Regions from separate parts of the Mus musculus genome. Here all the other regions are linked to region 1. A link is a contact called in public HiChIP or PLAC-seq and promoter capture Hi-C data. All regions are on one chromosome and are shown on one strand. The core of a region is the stretch at or near the end of the contact, and the rest is flanking DNA. Distances in the headings are between cores, read along the strand shown.

Region 1 (2,700 bases), core at 145-2,644:
AAAGCTGGTAGTCCAGTGTGAATGATCAAATTCAGGTTGAAGTAATTTAAGGTCAAATTCAAGCCGGGCCCCCAAGTGCTATGGGAGAAGGTACAGAATACACTCCAAAGGAGGTGGGCAGTTATAGGGCATGGGAGGCCAGTGTTTTGCCAGGAGGTAAGCCTATCTATACTCAACAGCTCCAAGACTCTAAATCACAAAACAGGCCAGTGTGTTCAAGGCTGGAGGAGATGAAGGGTCTCACTAGCGAAAAGAACTTCCCAGTCACCTCCTCCCCTGAGTATGCCCCACCTGCTTCACTCACCCGCTTCCTGGAGCACAGTCGATCCCCCACCCCCAGTTCCTGGTTTCATCCCTGATTACCCCACTCCCAGGCCCCTCTGGCTGGGCTGGCTACGGCCCGCTGCCAGGGACTTGTCAGGGACTCACAACCACCCCCTGCCCAGCTGGGGCCCCTCTGGAAAAGCCTGCCCGCCTAGGCAGCGGCGGATCTGTCCCTCCCTTGCAGGCCGGCCCTGTGCTGCGCCCTGGCTGGGGGCCCGAGCGGGGGCTGCTGGGGCTGGGCCAGGTTACCTTTAGGAGGAAAGTTTTGGGTTTAGGTCCCCTCTTCTTGGGCCCATACAGCTCACGTTCCCTTTCCCTGTAGTCAAGAAACGCCAAAGATGAAAAAGGGTCCCTTCCTGGGCCCCACTCCCCGACCCTGCCCGCCTTTCCCGCTTCCCTGCGCGGCGCCCCACCGCGCCTGCCAGCTTCTCCAACTCACTTCTGCTCGAAGGCTGCGATGAGCCTCGAATCCAGAATGTTCTCCTCTGGCTCCCAAGTGCTGTACCTGCCGAGTCACGCGTACAGAAGAGCAAAATGAAAACCCAAGGGGCAGGGGCACACCGCGAGGGCTCAAGCACGCACCCCCTATCCAAGGCCCAGGTGTCTTCTTGCCGCCTCCCCAGTCCCCATGCCAACGACCCACGACACTCACTTGATCGCCCACCCTTTCCATTTCACCAGGTACTCGATGCGTCCCTGAAAAACAGAAAGGAAAAAAAAAAAAATAGGGGGTGGGGGTGGGGAAGATGCAGGGACGCGAGGAGGCGGCGGCGCGGGGGTGGCTGAGGGAACCCGGCTAGCCGGACCACTGCACCCCGAGGGCCCCGCGGGCTCCGACACCACCGCGGGGAACACAGGGCTGTCCCGGCCGAGGGCTCACCTTGCGGATCCGGCGTTTAATGATGGATTCGGCCGCGAAGACCCGCTCGCCTACTGCAGACAGCTCCATCTTGCTCAGCGGCACCCACAGCCCATAATACTCCCTGCTCCCGCGGCCGGTGCTGCACCGCTCGCGCACGCGCCCCAGCGCTCAGGCCCCCGGCGGGCGGGCGCTCGGCGGGGCGCGCGCTCGCGTTCCAGCTGCGGGCCGTCACGTGATGCTCCGGGCCTGAGCGCCGTTGCCAGGGCCTCCCCCTCCCCCGGGGCGGTTGCTAGGGAAAATGAGCGCTCGCGGGGCGGGGGCGCGCGAAGGCTCTTAAAGGGGCCTGTCCTCTCCCCCGCAGTCCTGGCGGGAGACCGATGGATGCTTGGCTGCTGCCAAGCCGAGTGAGGTGCAGTGCAATCCTACATTGTCCCACTTCATCCTGCAGGCCCAGGATCCCTGCCACCTCCTACCCTCCTTGTAACTCCTCATGCCAGAATTGCCAGGCCCTCGACAGAGAGATGCGATAGGCCCAGGAGTCTCTAGGCGCTGTGCATCCTCCTGCAGACGTTTGCAAACAGTTAAATATGATACAGCAGAAATGCATTCACTGCAGCTTTGCCAGGCCTTGTGGGGATTTCTTTAACACATCACCCCATCCATTATTTATGTATTCGTGGGAGTGTGGTTTTGTAACCGGTTCAGATAAGTTAAAACAAAAACGCCACAGCAGGAAGGGGGCGGCGGGGGGGGGGGGGTGACTGCAGAGGTGACCCAGGCCTGCGACCATGGTCTCAACACCTACAAGTAGACCTTGGCGAGTGTGTTTATAAACCAAAGAGAGAGAGGTCTCAAAAGAGAACCGCAGGGCATCCCAGATTGAGTCCAAAGCAGTCTTTCTTTGGGTCACTCAGCAGAACCCGCCTTCATGGTCAAATCTGTATTGGGATTTTCAGGCCGCAGGCCACAGCATAATTCTACAAACCACAGCTGCAGGAATGACTCCGCCATTGCTCCTGGGAGGCGCAAGTGGGATCTGGAACTTTCCCTCTTGGATGTAGCCCACCTCGCTGGAAACACACATTGAAAAATTATTTAATCGGAGTTTCCATTAGGCCAGTGGTCTTGTTCTTTGCAAAAAGAAAAAAAAATTAACCACATATAAATAAGGAAACGAAAGGGAAGGAGCAATTCATAACCTGTATTAAGTCATTGGGGTCCTCTAGCCCAGTTCTTTCCCTAAACTCGGGCCTGCATGAATATGCATAGATACATCACCTACTTGGAGAACACAGGCACACATGTTCTATCTATTTAAATGTTTAAGCACTATAGGGTTGTACTATTCACACTGGAGATGCTATCCTCCCTTAATGATATTGATTGGACATTAACACTGATTTTGCTCTGTTCACCTGTTGTCTAGGGCTGGGCTGGAGGAGGGGTGGGGATTTGTAAGGGTCAGGATTATCTTTTGATTTCATGATTGGCTTATTAGAATGGGGTGGGGGCAC
Region 2 (2,700 bases), core at 11-2,510, 390 kb after region 1:
GACAGCGACAGTGTACTCATATACATAAAAAAAATTAAAAACAAGGTAGAGAAGTGACTAAAGATGACACTGGACATGGACCTTAGCCTCTACATGCACATGTGAACCAGTGCACATCTGCTTGTGTGCACATCTGTGCAGGCACACAGTCTTGTGCTTGAGCTGGGCACGGTGGTGTGCTTCCATAATCTCAGCATTTGAGAGATAGAGGTAGGAACACTGTTATAAGTTTGAGGCCATCCTGGTCTACATACAGAGTTCCAGGTTAGCCAAGATTTTGTTACTTACTAGATCTTTCTCAAAGTAAAGCTAGTGGGCCTGGAGAGACTGCTCAGAGCTTAACAAGGGTTGCTTTCTAAGGGGACATGAGTTTGATATCCAGCACCCACAAGTTACCACAGCCATGTGTAACTCCAGTTTCAGGGGACCTAGAGCTCTCTTCTGGTCTCTGTGGGCACCAGTACAAGTTTGCAGTGTCCTTACTTAGACACAGACAAAATACTCATAAGATTAAGAAAGACAAATCTTGGCTAGGTGATGGTGATGTGTGCCTTTAATCCCAGCTCTCAGGAGTCAGAGGCAGGAGCATCTCTTGGGACCTGAGTTTGAAGCCAACCTGGTCTACAGAGAGTTCCAGGATAGCAAGTACTACAGGAGAAACCCTGTTTTGAAAAATCAATACAAATGAAAATCTTTAAAAATTTTCTGAGCCAGGCATGGTGATGCACACCTTTAATCCCAGCACCTGAGAGGCAGAGGCAGGTGGATTTCTGAGTTTGAGGCCAGCCTGCTTGTCAGAGTTTCAGGACAGCTAGGACTACACGGAGAAACCTTGTCTTGAAAAACCAAAACCCCCAAACAAAATAAACTCTTGGGCTTGGATCTTGTTGGCTTCCGTTAGGTCTGTTGACCATCCTGAGCAGATCTGGATGACTTGGGTGGAATCTCAGATCAGTTTAGACGCTTAGGAAAGTCAGAGTTGAGCCTTTACTAGTCAAGGAAGAGAACAGATAGTTTTCTGAAAGAAATGAGGACAAGATGTCACCCTTGGCACCTCAGCTGTCTATGTCCGGTCTCCTCAGCACCTAGCAGCCCTCCCTTGCTCACGTCCGGCTCCTGGATGCTCATCTGTCAGATGGGGTGTGTGTATTACAGGTCTCCAGCTGCGGTGGGCAGTTGTGTGTGCGCGCGCGCATGCGCCTGGCAGCAGAGTCTGAGCTTGGTGGAGGTTTAAAAATCCCCTGTGCCCCTCCCCCTCCTTCGATGTGGTATACGTGACACACGGGTCATGCATTTCCTCCCTGGGCTTCTTCCCTTCGCCCCTGTGACTCATCTGTTTTTCTTTGCCTCTTCCCGCTTCTTCATTGTCCTGCTGACCTTCTTATCTTCCTAGAAATCTGTCTGCTCTGCCTGTGGATCTCAATCCCCAACAAAGTAGGGCTGGTTGCACCTCTCCAGGGAGCCCTCCCTACTCAGCGCCCAGCTCCCTGGTCAGCTGCCTGTTGCAAGGGTCCCAAGGCATCGAGGTCTCCTGAGACTCGGCAGGGCCAGTGTGGAACTCAGCTTCCATCTGAGATTACTTCCCTGTCCTCTCCATCCTGGTCTTGACCACTCATTTATCCAGTGCCATCAGCTGGATATGGGGAGGTATCCTGAGGTACACACACACACAAACAGTAGCTACTCTTTTGGAATGTTTTGGAATGGCTTTTATGTGCCTGGGACAGATATGACTCAACAACCCAGGAGTATGAGGCCAGCTTGGACTGCATGTGACCCAGTCTAAAACAAAAACAAAACAAAACCCCAAAAATAACCAAACAAAAAACCTACAAAGAAAAAAGAAACACTCAGATACGGTATTACACACCTTTAATCCCAGCACTCAGGAGGCAGAGAGAAAAGCAGTCAGATCTCTGTGAATTCAAGGCCAGTTTAGCCTACACATTGAGTTCCGAGACAACCAGGGGTAAATACTAAGACAACACCAATACCAACAGTACACCTCCCTATCCCCACCCCCACACTCACACACACACACACACACACACACACACACACACATTCACACACACTCACATCTACACCACCATGCTTGGCACACATTATTTAATTTTTGAAACTTTTTGTCTGTCTATTGAGACAGGTTTCTCTTTAGACCAGGCTGGCCTCAAACTTACAGATCTACCTGCCTTTGCCTCCTGAGTCCTGAGATCACTAAAGATGTGCACCACTCCAGCCCAGTAGCCAAAAATCACATTTAAATCAAATTTACATAAGTTATGCAGAGTTCCCTCTTTTAACTGGGGAAAGCAGAAGAAGTGGGGCAGGGCTCAAAGCTCACTGGTGGGGGTGGGGAGAGGACCCAGTAGAGAAAGTACTTGTTGTACAAGCACGAAGACCAGAGTTCAAATCCCCAGTATTCATGTAAATGCCAGGCAGGTGTGGTGGTCAACCTGTAAGCCTCAGGAAGTGGAGACAGGAATTCCCCGAAGCAAGTGAGCTAGACTAGGTAAATCAGAAAGCTCTGGGGTCCGGTGGGAAACCTGCCTCAAGAAATATGGTTTGAAAGACCCTGCATCAACCTTTAATCTCTCTCTCTGTCTCTCTCTTTTTTTTTTTTTTTTTTTTTGAGACAGGGTTTCTTTGTGTAGCCCTGGCTGTCCTGAAACTCACTTTGTAGACCAGGCTGGCCTTGAA
Region 3 (2,700 bases), core at 135-2,634, 390 kb before region 1:
AGAGACCATACATGGCATCTGGGAAAGCCACAGGTTAGGAAAGGAACATAAATATACTGCATCCTATATTACATAAATACCCACGCCAGGTTATATAAATACCAGTGCCCTCTGTCTGGGAGTCTTACATAAATACACTGCACATGACCCCCCAAGCCCCTCTCCACTCACGGCTCTCTGCACAATCACCAACCCTGAAGGACCCTACCAACGCCAGGGTCTCCCCACCCTGGAGACCAGAGCCCTGGAGTCTAGCGTGTCCCAGCCCTCCTCCACTTAAAAGCCCCCCTCCACCGCCACCCCAAGAAATTGACTTTGGGGTGGGGGCTCCTTCAGGAAATCAGAGTAGCTTTCCAATTCTTCACTCTGTCCCTTACGGGAGGGGTGGGGGAGGGGAATAAACAAAGTTAAAAAAAGGGGGGGGTGGCCATGAGGAGTCAAGACTTCTCAGCTGGTTAGAAAAATTACAACTACAAGCAGCTGGGCACATGGGCAGTCCCGTGTCACCCTGCCATACACACACACCTCCTGACACACACACCACCCACCTTCCACAGGGCCAAGACCCTGGTCAATGAATCAGTAGAATAAAAACTGAAGGAATGCCCTAAACCTAGGAAAGGCGTCCCAAACGCAAGTATTCATTGGAACTGCACCCCCTTCTCTCTCTCTCTAGACCCCCTTTCCAAAGGGAGGCTATGCTAAGAAATATGTGGGGAAACTCTGGACAAAGTAGGGGGAGGGGGTGGCCTAAGTCGCAGCCCTGCCTCTGAGGCGCCCAGGCACCCAGCTTTCACAGGCTTGAAGCACAAGGCTGTCTCGCACACCGCAATGAGAAGCCAAGCGATAAATAACCCCCTCCCTTCTTCTCGCCACAAAGGAAAACAAAGCCGGTGGCCCGGGTGACCACGCACCCCATCACTTAGGACCCCCGCGCGCCCCCACCCTACGCGAGAACGGCCTCGGTGACCCGGAGCCCAGGACACAGAGGAGGGGCCGAGGCCGGCCCGGAACCCGAGCGCCCCCGGGACCCCAGCCAGGCCCCTGCCGCAGGTCCCCCGCCCCAACCCGGGGCCGCCTCGGTGCACCCGGCGGCCTGCGAAGCGCCCGTCCCCTCCGCGTCCCCGGCCGCGCCTTTGTCCTCACGGGCGGCGCCCCCAGCCCTGCGCGGATGCGCGTGTCCGCCCCGCGCTCGCGCAAAAAGAAAACACAAAGAGGCGGAGGGAACCCCGCTTCCCCGGCCCCCGATGCTCACCGCGCCGGGGCGGCCGCCGGGGCGGATGCCAGAGGATTCGCCGGGCCGCGGGCGCGCCAGCCTCTCCCCGGCCCGCTGCGCTGCGCTCGGCCCGGCCGGGCTCAGGCTCCGCGCTCCGCCGCCTCCCGCCGCCCGCCCCCGCCGCCGGCTCGCGCGCTCCCTACCCGCGCGCGCGTCCCCGCGGTTCCCATTGAGCCCCGGGCCCGCCCGCTGATGTCATCCCCCGCCCGCCGCCGCCGCCCCGGAGGATTTAAAGGGCCCGCAGCCCCCGGAGAGCGTGTTCTGACGCTGCCACCCTGGGTGAGGGGCACACAAAACTAAGATTTCCTATACTCAGGCCTTGCCCTATCTCCAGCCAAAGCTGCGGGGACCCCCGAGAGAATCAGCTGAGACTCCTGGCACTGCAAAAGAGATTTAGGGCTCAGTAGCCTGAAGGCTGTAGAGAACACTGGCCAGGGGCTTTGGGAATAAAGCATAGGGACTGAGGGGCGTGGACAAGGACCAAGGATGTGTGGTCAGAGAAAACTCCAGGCAGACACTTTTCTTTGCTCTGTCCTCTGCCGTTCAGATCCACTGTGACAGTCCCTCAGATTCCAACGTAGTTTCACCCATTGAGCCCCCTGCCCCTCACCAAGAACTCACACGTGAGTCAGGGACCCAGAGGTGCTCATTCAACAAAGTCATCCCCCAGACAATGCCTGAATGTCCTTAACTGCAAACGAGGAAGAAGGACCATAGCCTTCCCAGGTCATGGGAGAGTTAATGAAGGCTTCCCACCAGCTTCCAGCTCCACCATGGAAGGTCCCAGCACAAGGCTATTAAAATGATATTTACAGTGGGTCATGCAAAGCTCCAACTTATGACACACCTACATTCTCTCTCTACACACACACACAACTGTTACTGTGGACATAGTACCTCTGATCACCCCGGAAGCACATCTCAGAAAGAGTCACTTCATAATAACCGCATCTTCTCCCCGAGGCTGAGGAGATTGCTGGGAGACCTATAGACCAGGTCCTATCACAGGGCAGGAGGGCAGGATACTGTGGCCCAGAGAGGGCAAAAGGTCTGCCCAGGCCCACACAGCCCAGCAAGATGGCCATGTTCATCTGGTGGACCTGGGGATGCCGATCAGAAGACCAGGAGAATGAGGAGGAGCTGCCTCCAGAGGCCTCTGTGATGGTAAACCGGGCAACTGGCTCTCTCTGCCCAGGTGGTGGACTGAGCATGGCCCGCTTGGTGCTTTTTGGCTTTGCGTTTGTCAATTGATTCACAATTGGCAGGTTTTGTATGACAGGCCCGCATTCTCTCCTGAAGCCTTGGCCACGCAGGGCACAAATCCTCACCAGAGGCAGCTGGTCTGGACAGCAGTCAGCCTCAGTGGTCAGAGCCCAGGCCGTGGGGCCTTGGCAAGACTGAGCAGAACACAGCAAGCATCAATG
Region 4 (2,700 bases), core at 148-2,647, 430 kb before region 1:
TAGTCACCCAGCTTTGGCTCGACTGTCCCTTTGTACTGAAGCCTTTTTTTTTCTTTTTCCTTTTTTTTTTTTTTTTTTTTTTTTTTTGCTGGCTTGTCCATCCCCCCCACCCCCCACCCCCCAGCACTGAATCCACCTCCATACTCCTCAGTCTTTTGTCTTCTGTTTCTGGAATCCCTGTGATTCTTTCCAATTCTGATTCTGCCCCAAGCACCTGAGAGCTCTTCGATGCCTCGATCCTCACATCTGTGTGCGGGGTGAGCACCAGTCTAGCTTCTGGGGCTCCCACACCCAAGGGTTCCAACTCCGGCCCTGCACAGAACTCTCAAGATACTCAGATGTGCCGAGCCCAAGGGCCCACCAAACTTGTTGACACGAAGAGGGATGCTGCAAACAGCCTGTCAAAAAAGCCAGACCGTGGAGACCTGCACCTCCCCCTGCTGCTGATGCTGGTGGGGTGTGTGTGTGTGTGTGTGTGTGTGTGTGTGTTGGCTGAGTCTGCAGCACTTGCCTCCAGGGCACAGATTGCTACTTCTCTCCTTACATAAAGCACCTGGCAGCCAGATGAATAATACATAGACCTTCACCTCACACCCAGGTATCAGGCAGGCAGACACCTGCTTTGCCCCACCAAGGCCTCCAAGGAGGGAGGGATGAGATGTCCCGCCTCATACAGTCCTCCAAGAAAGGATACAAACTAAAAATCCGAGCCCGTTCCCCAGACTCCCTAGCTTTGCCACTGCCTGGAGCTCCTTAGCCCCAAGCTAAGCATCCAAGCAAGGTGTCCAAGGGCGTGCCCAGGCAAACAGGCACCACACACCCAAACCAATCTCTAGGGTTCCTTTGAACACCCAGCATCCTGGGAGCCCCAGATCCCTATCCCCCTTCAAATCTACTGACCTGTGTGCAAAGCGCGCGCACACCCCCATTTACGCATGTACCGTCTCAAGGGCCGACCACCGGGCCAGGTCAAAGCCACTGCACTGAGGACCGACGTCTCCCCGCCCCGTTCGGTCGTGCCAGGCTGCAGCACACCCACCGCGGTGCGCACAGTCCCATCGGTAAGAGGCTGGGCCCCGCGCCGCCCACCCCGACTCCCCCACGAGCAGGTCCGGTTACACTCAGGGCCCCGCCACGCTGGCGAAGCGGGCACACCCACGGGCCGCTTGGGGGCCTCCGAGTCCCTGCCTCCCCGCGGGAAGTCCCCAGAGTGGAGTTCTCCCCAAGGTGCAGCCCCCGCCCGGTCCCCGTTCATCCCGTGCATCCGCCGCCCGGGTACCTCAGGAGCCCATGGCGCTGGAGACTGCAGGCGGAGCAGGCGGCGCCGCAGCCCGGTATCTCGGCCGCCGCTGGCGCGTCCCGAGCCCCGCCGGGTACCGCCGCGCCGCGCCTGCGCACTAGGAACGCCGCTGGCGGGGGCGGGGCCGGAGCGCGCCGCTGAGGTCACTCGCCGAGCCTTAAAGGGGCCGCGCGCTGCGAAGCACCACGCGCAATCTCGGGTCAGGAGAATGGTGAGGTCCTCTTGCAACTCGCAAACGCACCGCGAGAGACCCAGGGCCCAGGTTTCCTAGTCCAGTCCCACCCACCACAGTCCTGGGATGCACAGTCTGACCCGCGGGATACAGACTGTCCCGGACACTCGCGAGCTAGCTTGAGTTTCAATTCTCTGAAAGCCTTGTATATGCCAACGCTGAAGGTGAAACGAAATCTAGTTGACGTTTGAGACAGGGAGGGTGAGTGTGAGACTGTGGAACGGACTTCCACGGAACGTTTTGTATAGTTATGCAAAATGAAACTGCTCTAGTGGAGCTGCCCCACCTCATTCCTAGCAGCCTAACGAACCGATTCTAGAGGAGTCATTCCAGCCCCTACCCCACTTTGATTTGTGAGGTCCTCGTCTTACCCAGATGACTGAAATGTGTAATATGCAACCAAGTTTATTTTTATCTCCAGCTCCAAATGTCTACCGACGCCTCTTACTTAGCGGGCTCAGCTGCTTTCCCCTCCACACACATTTCTTCTTCACAGCATTCCCCAATCCCTGCTTCCAGTCTTCAAGCCAGAAAGTCTAGTATTATCCTTGAGTGCTGCCCTCCCTCTCCCCCTCGTCCCATCAGCTTGGGCAAGACATCCTGTATCCCTAGACTCTGACCTCCACACTACTGAACTGCTGTCATGTCCAGGCTCTGCCCAGGTACTGTGAGCATCTACTTAGCCCGATTTTCCAACCTTGTCCTCGGCGGGTCTGTGCCAATGTGAGAATCAGGGATTCCTTTAAAAATCCAAATCGTTGGAGGAATGCTTGCTTACCATTCACCAGACCCTCAATATAATTCTTTGCACCAAAGTAAACAAACAAACGAACCCACCCAAGATGAACTATATGGCACTTTGCTCAAAACCCTTAATTAGTTCCTCATGCCATTCCAAATGAAGCCAACATCTGCAGATCTCTGCACAGCCTTGATCCAGCATCACCCTCCGCAGGCATGCCTGGCCTCATCTCCTTTTCCTGAACACTGACCTCTTGCTTTCCCTACAACCAAGTACAAGCATTCAGCTTCCATGCCTTTGCACCTGCTGTCCCCTCTGCTGGGGCTACAGTTTCCCCAGACATGTCTTCAAAGTCTTGCTTGGCTGGCTTTACTAGGGAAGCTGAAGCAGGATTGTTCTGAGACAAATACCTCCTTCCCAGAGTAA

What was found. Promoter capture Hi-C pulls out the DNA fragments that hold promoters and counts their contacts. HiChIP or PLAC-seq counts read pairs in DNA pulled down with a chosen protein or histone mark. Capture Hi-C pulls out chosen DNA fragments and counts their contacts.
Region 2: an H3K27ac HiChIP or PLAC-seq map of microglia shows a contact between it and region 1, with 7 times the contacts expected there. The contact joins the enhancer-like site here to the promoter of Npcd in region 1. A contact is called at or near these places in 1 of 39 promoter capture datasets (hematopoietic stem and progenitor cells), 5 of 484 Hi-C or Micro-C datasets (the N1E-115 cell line, embryonic limb bud, embryonic stem cells and 1 more) and 5 of 115 datasets of contacts at active chromatin or transcription factors (embryonic stem cells, extraembryonic endoderm stem cells, microglia and 2 more).
Region 3: a promoter capture Hi-C map of pancreatic islet shows a contact between it and region 1. The contact joins the promoter of Csnk1e here to the promoter of Npcd in region 1. A contact is called at or near these places in 1 of 39 promoter capture datasets (pre-B cells), 1 of 484 Hi-C or Micro-C datasets (embryonic stem cells), 1 of 115 datasets of contacts at active chromatin or transcription factors (pancreatic cancer cells) and 1 of 9 other capture datasets (pancreatic islet).
Region 4: a contact with region 1 is called in a promoter capture Hi-C map of pre-B cells, with 2.9 times the contacts expected there. The contact joins the promoter of Tmem184b here to the promoter of Npcd in region 1. A contact is called at or near these places in 1 of 39 promoter capture datasets (pre-B cells), 1 of 484 Hi-C or Micro-C datasets (embryonic stem cells), 2 of 115 datasets of contacts at active chromatin or transcription factors (microglia and pancreatic cancer cells) and 1 of 9 other capture datasets (pancreatic islet).

Annotation. Positions count from the first base shown.
Region 1 is chr15:79,832,939-79,835,638 of GRCm38.p6, forward strand. It overlaps Npcd (neuronal pentraxin chromo domain), which reads right to left and starts at 1,395. Exons shown (of 9, transcript NM_001013362.2): 1 at 1,205-1,395; 2 at 977-1,020; 3 at 764-829; 4 at 574-640. The coding sequence starts at 1,273. Cbx6 (chromobox 6) reads right to left here and starts at 1,395. Exons shown (of 5, transcript NM_028763.3): 1 at 1,205-1,395; 2 at 977-1,020; 3 at 764-829; 4 at 574-640. The coding sequence starts at 1,273.
Region 2 is chr15:80,218,176-80,220,875 of GRCm38.p6, forward strand. No RefSeq gene overlaps it. Among named protein-coding and RNA genes, the nearest start is that of Gm46521, 6.1 kb to the right of the region's middle. Within about 2 kb of position 1,261, at least 161 of the 459 cell types and tissues checked have an H3K27ac peak or open chromatin away from gene starts, as enhancers often do. A contact at or near this core is called in the N1E-115 cell line, embryonic stem cells, hematopoietic stem and progenitor cells and 2 more, where this site is marked.
Region 3 is chr15:79,440,673-79,443,372 of GRCm38.p6, forward strand. Csnk1e (casein kinase 1, epsilon) reads right to left here and starts at 1,385. Exons shown (of 11, transcript NM_013767.6): 1 at 1,256-1,385.
Region 4 is chr15:79,401,906-79,404,605 of GRCm38.p6, forward strand. It overlaps Tmem184b (transmembrane protein 184b), which reads right to left and starts at 1,398. Exons shown (of 9, transcript NM_172608.1): 1 at 1,280-1,398.